Linked DNA regions of Mus musculus: region 1 is linked to region 2. The links are chromatin contacts, called in public HiChIP or PLAC-seq maps. All regions are on one chromosome and are shown on one strand. The core of a region is the stretch at or near the end of the contact, and the rest is flanking DNA. Distances in the headings are between cores, read along the strand shown.

The links. HiChIP or PLAC-seq counts read pairs in DNA pulled down with a chosen protein or histone mark.
Region 1: an H3K27ac HiChIP or PLAC-seq map of trophoblast stem cells shows a contact between it and region 2, with 5 times the contacts expected there. The contact joins two enhancer-like sites. A contact is called at or near these places in 1 of 484 Hi-C or Micro-C datasets (embryonic stem cells), 3 of 115 datasets of contacts at active chromatin or transcription factors (embryonic stem cells and trophoblast stem cells) and 1 of 9 other capture datasets (embryonic stem cells).

The regions. Positions count from the first base shown.
Region 1 is chr14:99,623,563-99,626,526 of GRCm38.p6, forward strand. The region is part of intron 1 of Gm34061 (a long non-coding RNA gene); the gene reads left to right. Among named protein-coding and RNA genes, the nearest start is that of Gm33880, 10 kb to the right of the region's middle. Within about 2 kb of position 1,354, at least 63 of the 459 cell types and tissues checked have an H3K27ac peak or open chromatin away from gene starts, as enhancers often do. A contact at or near this core is called in trophoblast stem cells, where this site is marked.
Region 2 is chr14:99,262,663-99,265,660 of GRCm38.p6, forward strand. No RefSeq gene overlaps it. Among named protein-coding and RNA genes, the nearest start is that of Klf5, 35 kb to the right of the region's middle. Within about 2 kb of position 1,434, at least 18 of the 459 cell types and tissues checked have an H3K27ac peak or open chromatin away from gene starts, as enhancers often do. A contact at or near this core is called in trophoblast stem cells, where this site is marked.

The DNA of each region.
Region 1 (2,964 bases), core at 104-2,603, 360 kb after region 2:
CACAGTCCATTTAGCAATGCAGTGGCTGGTCACCAGCAAAGCTCAGCATGTGCTTTAATGTAGAGTTACAATGTGTAGCTATAGTCTTGTGAATGGCATGTACTTTAATGTGGAGTTACAGTGTGCAGCTACAGTCTCATGAATGCTGTGTGCTTTAATGTGGAGTTACAATGTGTAGCTACAGTCTTCTATAACCAAAGTAATCAACTCTGGAATCAAAATAGGCAAAGTCATGGAGGACAAGATGATCAGGACTGGCTTGGGACGGCTCCTTTGTTAGATGAGGGTCTCATGCTATTAAAGATAAACCAGTCCGTGTGTTCTGGTTCATAGTCCTCACAAAGCAACTTTCATCTGGTTTCTTTCCGTATTGCTTCATGACAGGTTTCCTCAGCTAAACTTCCAATTTTCTCAACAATTGACTTTCTCATGGTAAATGGCTGATAGTTCAGTCCCTATGAACAGATACTGCACAGCCTTCTCGTGAGTGATAGATCATCCAGTGGCACACTGCCTTGGGGGCCTGAATCTGTAAGGTTCCTATTCTTGTTTACCATTCACATCATGGTGAATGCAAACCAATAGAACTTCCTATGTAAGTCAAAACAAAAATATGATTTCAAAGAGTTTAAAATACATTTATTTATTTATTTTGTGTGCACACACTTGGAGATCAGAAGACAACATGTGAGAGTTGGTTCTCTCTTTTTATTACGTGGGTGATAGAAATGGGACTTGGGTCTTCAGGCTTGTTGGCACCTACCCACGGAGTTCCTACCCACGGAGACATCACAATGTCCTCAAAAGATGGATTTAAGTACATTTATTCAAGTCATTATTCTTCCTTAGTCTCTCACAGACAAGAGTTTCCACACTGCTTTGGATGGCAGAGAATATCATGCTAAGCCTTGCGGGAAGGAGGTAATGAGTGGCCCCGAGGCCATACAGCAAGGATAATTTTCATAGGGGAACAGTAGTGGAATTGATGACTCACAAGTTCAATAGCCACATTTATCAGACATGTTGTACGTCAATCGCTTGGAGACATACTAACCCTTGTACTCACTTGGACATACATTAGCAGTTTCCTGCATTGCTTTCCAGGACCCCAGTAACAATGGCTTTGTCTAAATGACTGGAAATGATACCATAAAACTCTATGGATATCCTTGTATTGGTTTTAGATAGCAATGGATTTCCTGATTCTTGTACCAGGGTGCTTGGGTGAATCTCCCCAGCACACTACCTCTAGCTGTGACCTTATCAGATTTCAGGAGCTGAGCAGGCTTTGTCTGGGGCCGTTTGTGCGTGGCAGTGGTCCAAGGCAAACCAGGTGCTACAGGAAGTGGACTTGGTGATTCAGTCATGTGCATTCTTTCTTATGATTCAGTCTGACCCACTCACTAATCACCGTGAGTGGGCATTCTGCTTTCAGGGGTGTTCATGAATAAGATGCATGGTAAAGGTCTTAAGCATTTGTGCTGACAGAGAGCTTTCATGGAGATTTGCTCTATCTTAGGTTGTCAGAGTTGCAACAGACAGGATCAGTTCTGTTGTCGCAATAAATGCTGAAGGTAATACCACTTTAGGTATGCTATATGCTCCATTTCCTGTCTTTGGTCAACACAGCAGCACAGGATACGTTACTAGGCACCCGGGGCTTTTTACTTCAGAGCTAAATTTACATTTGGCTGTACATGTACTTTGTAAAAGAAACTGTTAAATTGTTGGACATTAAAGTAATTAATATATGTTTGTGCATTTGTACCTCTATGAATCTATCTATGAAACCATGGCTTATTTCATCTGTTTATATTTTCCCTGAAGGCTTTTAAGACTATCAAACTGAAGCAATGGCACAATAGATTAGAAACTGAAGCAAGAAGTAAATACTACCAAGAAAGAAAGGCAGATGGGAGCTGAGGAGTCTGTACTTGCTGAAGTACATAAGATTGTGTGTTGGAGCTAACACCCAATCCTAATAATAATAAAAGTATCTTTCCTGGTTCAGAAGAGAAAGCATAATAGCTAAGCTCTTGTATTTTTGCCATGACACAGATCTAGATTTGTTCCACGTCTATGCTACCTTAGGTAAATTACAAGAGAAGGAGGGAGGGAGGAGGGAAGGAAGGGAGGGAAGGAGGGAGTGATGCTGGGAAATGAACAGTAGGCTGGCATCTACCCTCTAAAGACTACTCATATTAAGGCGAATAGCCTACGTGGCATGTTCAGCATGACACCTGGCACAGAATGAGGTTTATCAAATGCTAACTACTTTTGCCATAAAAAGTCTTATTGTATTAATTCCTGTACATTTAAGGTAGACTAGTAAAATGTTTTACAACAGTTTTTATTAAGCACAGTTGCTTTTAGAACTGTAAGGCTTTTTGGTGTTTAGTGGGGACTTAACTTTCAGTCAGTGGAGTAGACTTTATTATTCTTTGACATTTCTTCCTAGGCTGTAGGACGGGATCCTCCAAATATACCCTCATCAACCTCCATGGCTTTTGCCAAGACATAGCAATTCCTCAGGTCTTGATTCCCCTCACCCTCTTCAGTCTTCTAAAGGTGATGTGTATGTGTCCTAATGATGTTCATAGCCAACACAGGAATGAAGTTACACTACGGCTCTTAGGAGCAGTGTGGTTGTGTAGGAAACGATCTGGCTTGACCCTGCTCTGTAGGGTTTGGGAAAGCTGTTGGCTTGGCTCTGCCTCTCTGCCCAGAGTCTGGAGAAAATAAAATCTTCCCAAGGTTTTGACAAAGACCTTGTACAACCTGCTTGGCTCCTCACTTAATTCCTGGTCCATTCTTCCTGGTGCAGAGCATCTCCAGATCCCCTGCCAGAGGACAGACACCAACTTGTCAGGGTGAGACTTTGATCCCACAGTGTAAGTGGCTTCTTCGAAATCGCTCAAGGCAAGAGCCTCCATTGTTCCTGACTTCAGATCACAACAATCTCCC
Region 2 (2,998 bases), core at 184-2,683:
AAGTGCTGGGATTGCCACCACTGTGTCACCATACCTAGTTTTTTGGGGTTTTGTTTTTTTTCTTTTTTGTAAGTCTGAACAATTTTCAACTAATATTTTCAGGGAGGAGATGGGACAGGTGTTAAAAGGAACAGCTTGGATCCGTGCAGAAACTATATATTAATTACAGAATGGAAAGAGAGGAGAGAGAGGGAAGCGACCATGCATGCGTGCATATAATACATTCTGAATGTATTATATGTAAAAAAAAATCTTCAGTAAAATATTTTTATTTAATCTTTGAAAATTATATATAAACATATATGTATGTACCTTAAAGATAATTACTCCTACTCCACCTCCCAGGACCCTTGAAGCTTCATCTCATGTACTCACGATGAATATTGCCCCACATTGTAAGAAATAGATTTGAAAAATAGAAAAAAATACAATTTAAGTAATTATAGCCTGAAAGCCAGTAGGTCATGTTTTAACAAAAAAACAAAACAAAACAACAACAACAAAAATCAAACCTTTTTAGCCAGGTACAGTGGGGCACTCCTATAATCTCAGCATTTGCGAGGCAGAGGAAAAGATCACAAGTTCAACACCAGCCTGGGCTTACATGGTGAAGACTTTAAAAAACAAAACAAAACAAAACTCTGTAACTGGCCAGACAGATAGATGACAGTTGCCCTTTACCAGGGCTGTTTTTATCATTGCTGTAATTGATTTGATCTCATCAAGAAATTGCATATCGGTGACACATTTTTTTAAATGGTTTACTAGTGGGCCAATGAACTTTTTTTTTTTTCTGAAACATTGCAGAAAACATTTCTCCCCTTCCAGACCAGAAGTGCCCATTGCCTTAAAGGCTGGTGTACCATCCTTGTATATGAGATTGACGATGTCGCCTTATCCTTGGCTACAAAGTGAGAGTCTGTCTCATAAAACAAACAAATGGGGGTGATGAGGAACCCACTAATATCAAGAATTTTCTTTTGTTTTTAAAAACACTGCAGACCGCTCCCCCAACACACACACACACACACACACACACACACTCGCTCGCGCCCTTTGAAATACTTGCTTGGCCTAACTTTGCTAAGTACACTTCCGCTCGGACTCCCTTAAAGCGCTCTGTCGTATGGACTAAACAGGTGAAAGGCACACACATAGCCAAAGAACTTCGCAGGGAACTGAGTCTTGTTTTAGGCCATGCTGACCCCAAACCTGTGATCTTTCTTCCTCTTTTCTGAGGGCAGAATTAGTAGGCACTGGGCTACTGCACTCAACAAAAGAATTCTATACACTCACCCCTATACTTGAGGTTGAAGCCAGGCTCCAGAGCACGCAAGATAAGAGTTCTATCTTTGGGCTATAGCACACCGCACCCCCTCTTTGAATTGAAAAAGAACATTAGAAATTTGTTGGCAAAACCAGAACATGGGCTTATCAGTAGCGGAACAGTTGCCTAGCCTAGCACGTAGGAGTCCTGACTTGCCATTCTCTGCCCCTCGGGCTCCACCAGAAGAAGGCAAAGTGAACCCTGAGCCTTGCCATTGTTACAGAAATACAGCAGTACACCTCAGTCCACACAGTTTCATTCAAGTTGAAACTAAAGACAGGACAGTAAAGAGCTCCAAAAATATTCATATTTATAAAACCCTTTTCACGTGTTTCTTTTAATTTTTGAGGGAGAGGACAAGGCCCCATGTAACCGGGATTGTACCAAACTCTACAAAGCCAAGGATGACCTTGAACAACGGATTCCCTAGCGTCTACTTCCCAAACTAGAGATTACAAGTTTGCCAAACCCACTGGCATCCTTGACTCTGCAGTCTAGGCTCAGTCTCCTAGGGGCTAGAATTACTAGTGTGTGCAGTCACACATTTTTTTTTTCCAAACAAATTTTCACACATTCTTTGGGGGCAGAGTATGAGGGGAAAGAAATCATATTATGGATAAAATATGTCTAGCTCTCCAAGATAACAGGGGCATTTTTCAGCTCAAATATGGCTGGGTGACAATGGTTGTGATATCTCCTTTGTGTGCGTTCCCGCTTACATACAATGCCTGTGGCCTGGCTGATACTTGCTTCTCCAGCCTTATTGCACATCTGGTCTCTACCGGCATTGTCTCTGGGTCAGCTAGTATCACTTTTTCTGTGACTGACTCACAGAGGCCTGGAGGTCTCCAAAGGGAGGGATAGGGTCTCGTGACCACAGAACCCCAGGAAAGGGAAGGACCTGGGGGCCTTTCTAAGACTAAAGTGTAAAGTAGATGCTTTTGTTCTTCCTGGAACCTTTGTTGGTAGCTATCATTGTTTGTCTGGGAGCCAGAATTAACAAAAATTTTAGACCAGGAGACATTCTTCTCATATTTCTAGTTTCTATTTTGAAGCAATGGTTAGTATTCCTAAAGAAAAGCCACAACGAACTGATATTAAGTGCCTGCCTCTCTTAGAAAGCAAGGGGAATACTAGGCAGTGGTGGCGCACGCCTTTGATCCCAGCACTTAGGAGGCAGAGCCAGGTGATTTCTGAGTTCGAGGCCAGCCTGGTCTACAGAGTGAGTTCCAGGACATCCAGGGCTACACAGAGAAACCCTGTCTTGAAAAACCAAAAGAGAGAGAGAGAGAGAGGGAGGGAGAGAGAGAGAGAGAGAGAGAAAGAAAAGGAAGCACAGGGAAACATAAGGAGTCTGTTTTTGTTTTTTGCGGGGGGGTGGGGGTGGGTTAGTTGGTAGGTGTAGTTTCTAAACCTAACAGAAAGTCCTATCAACCCTAAAAACACGTGTTTGTGAATGCTTCATAGCCACCTTCCCACGAGAATGGGTGCTAGTTTCATGAGATGGGGAACCCAGGATTTCGAAGTAAGACTTAATAAAAGCTTTTACAATGACCAGCCTCCCTCCACCCAGGCTGACTCCAAGAGATGGCCTGCTTTTCAAAACCTAAACCTTTGGAGGTCAGCCAATCAGCATCATTCCTTCCTTCCACTCTTCAGTTTCTGTTTTCC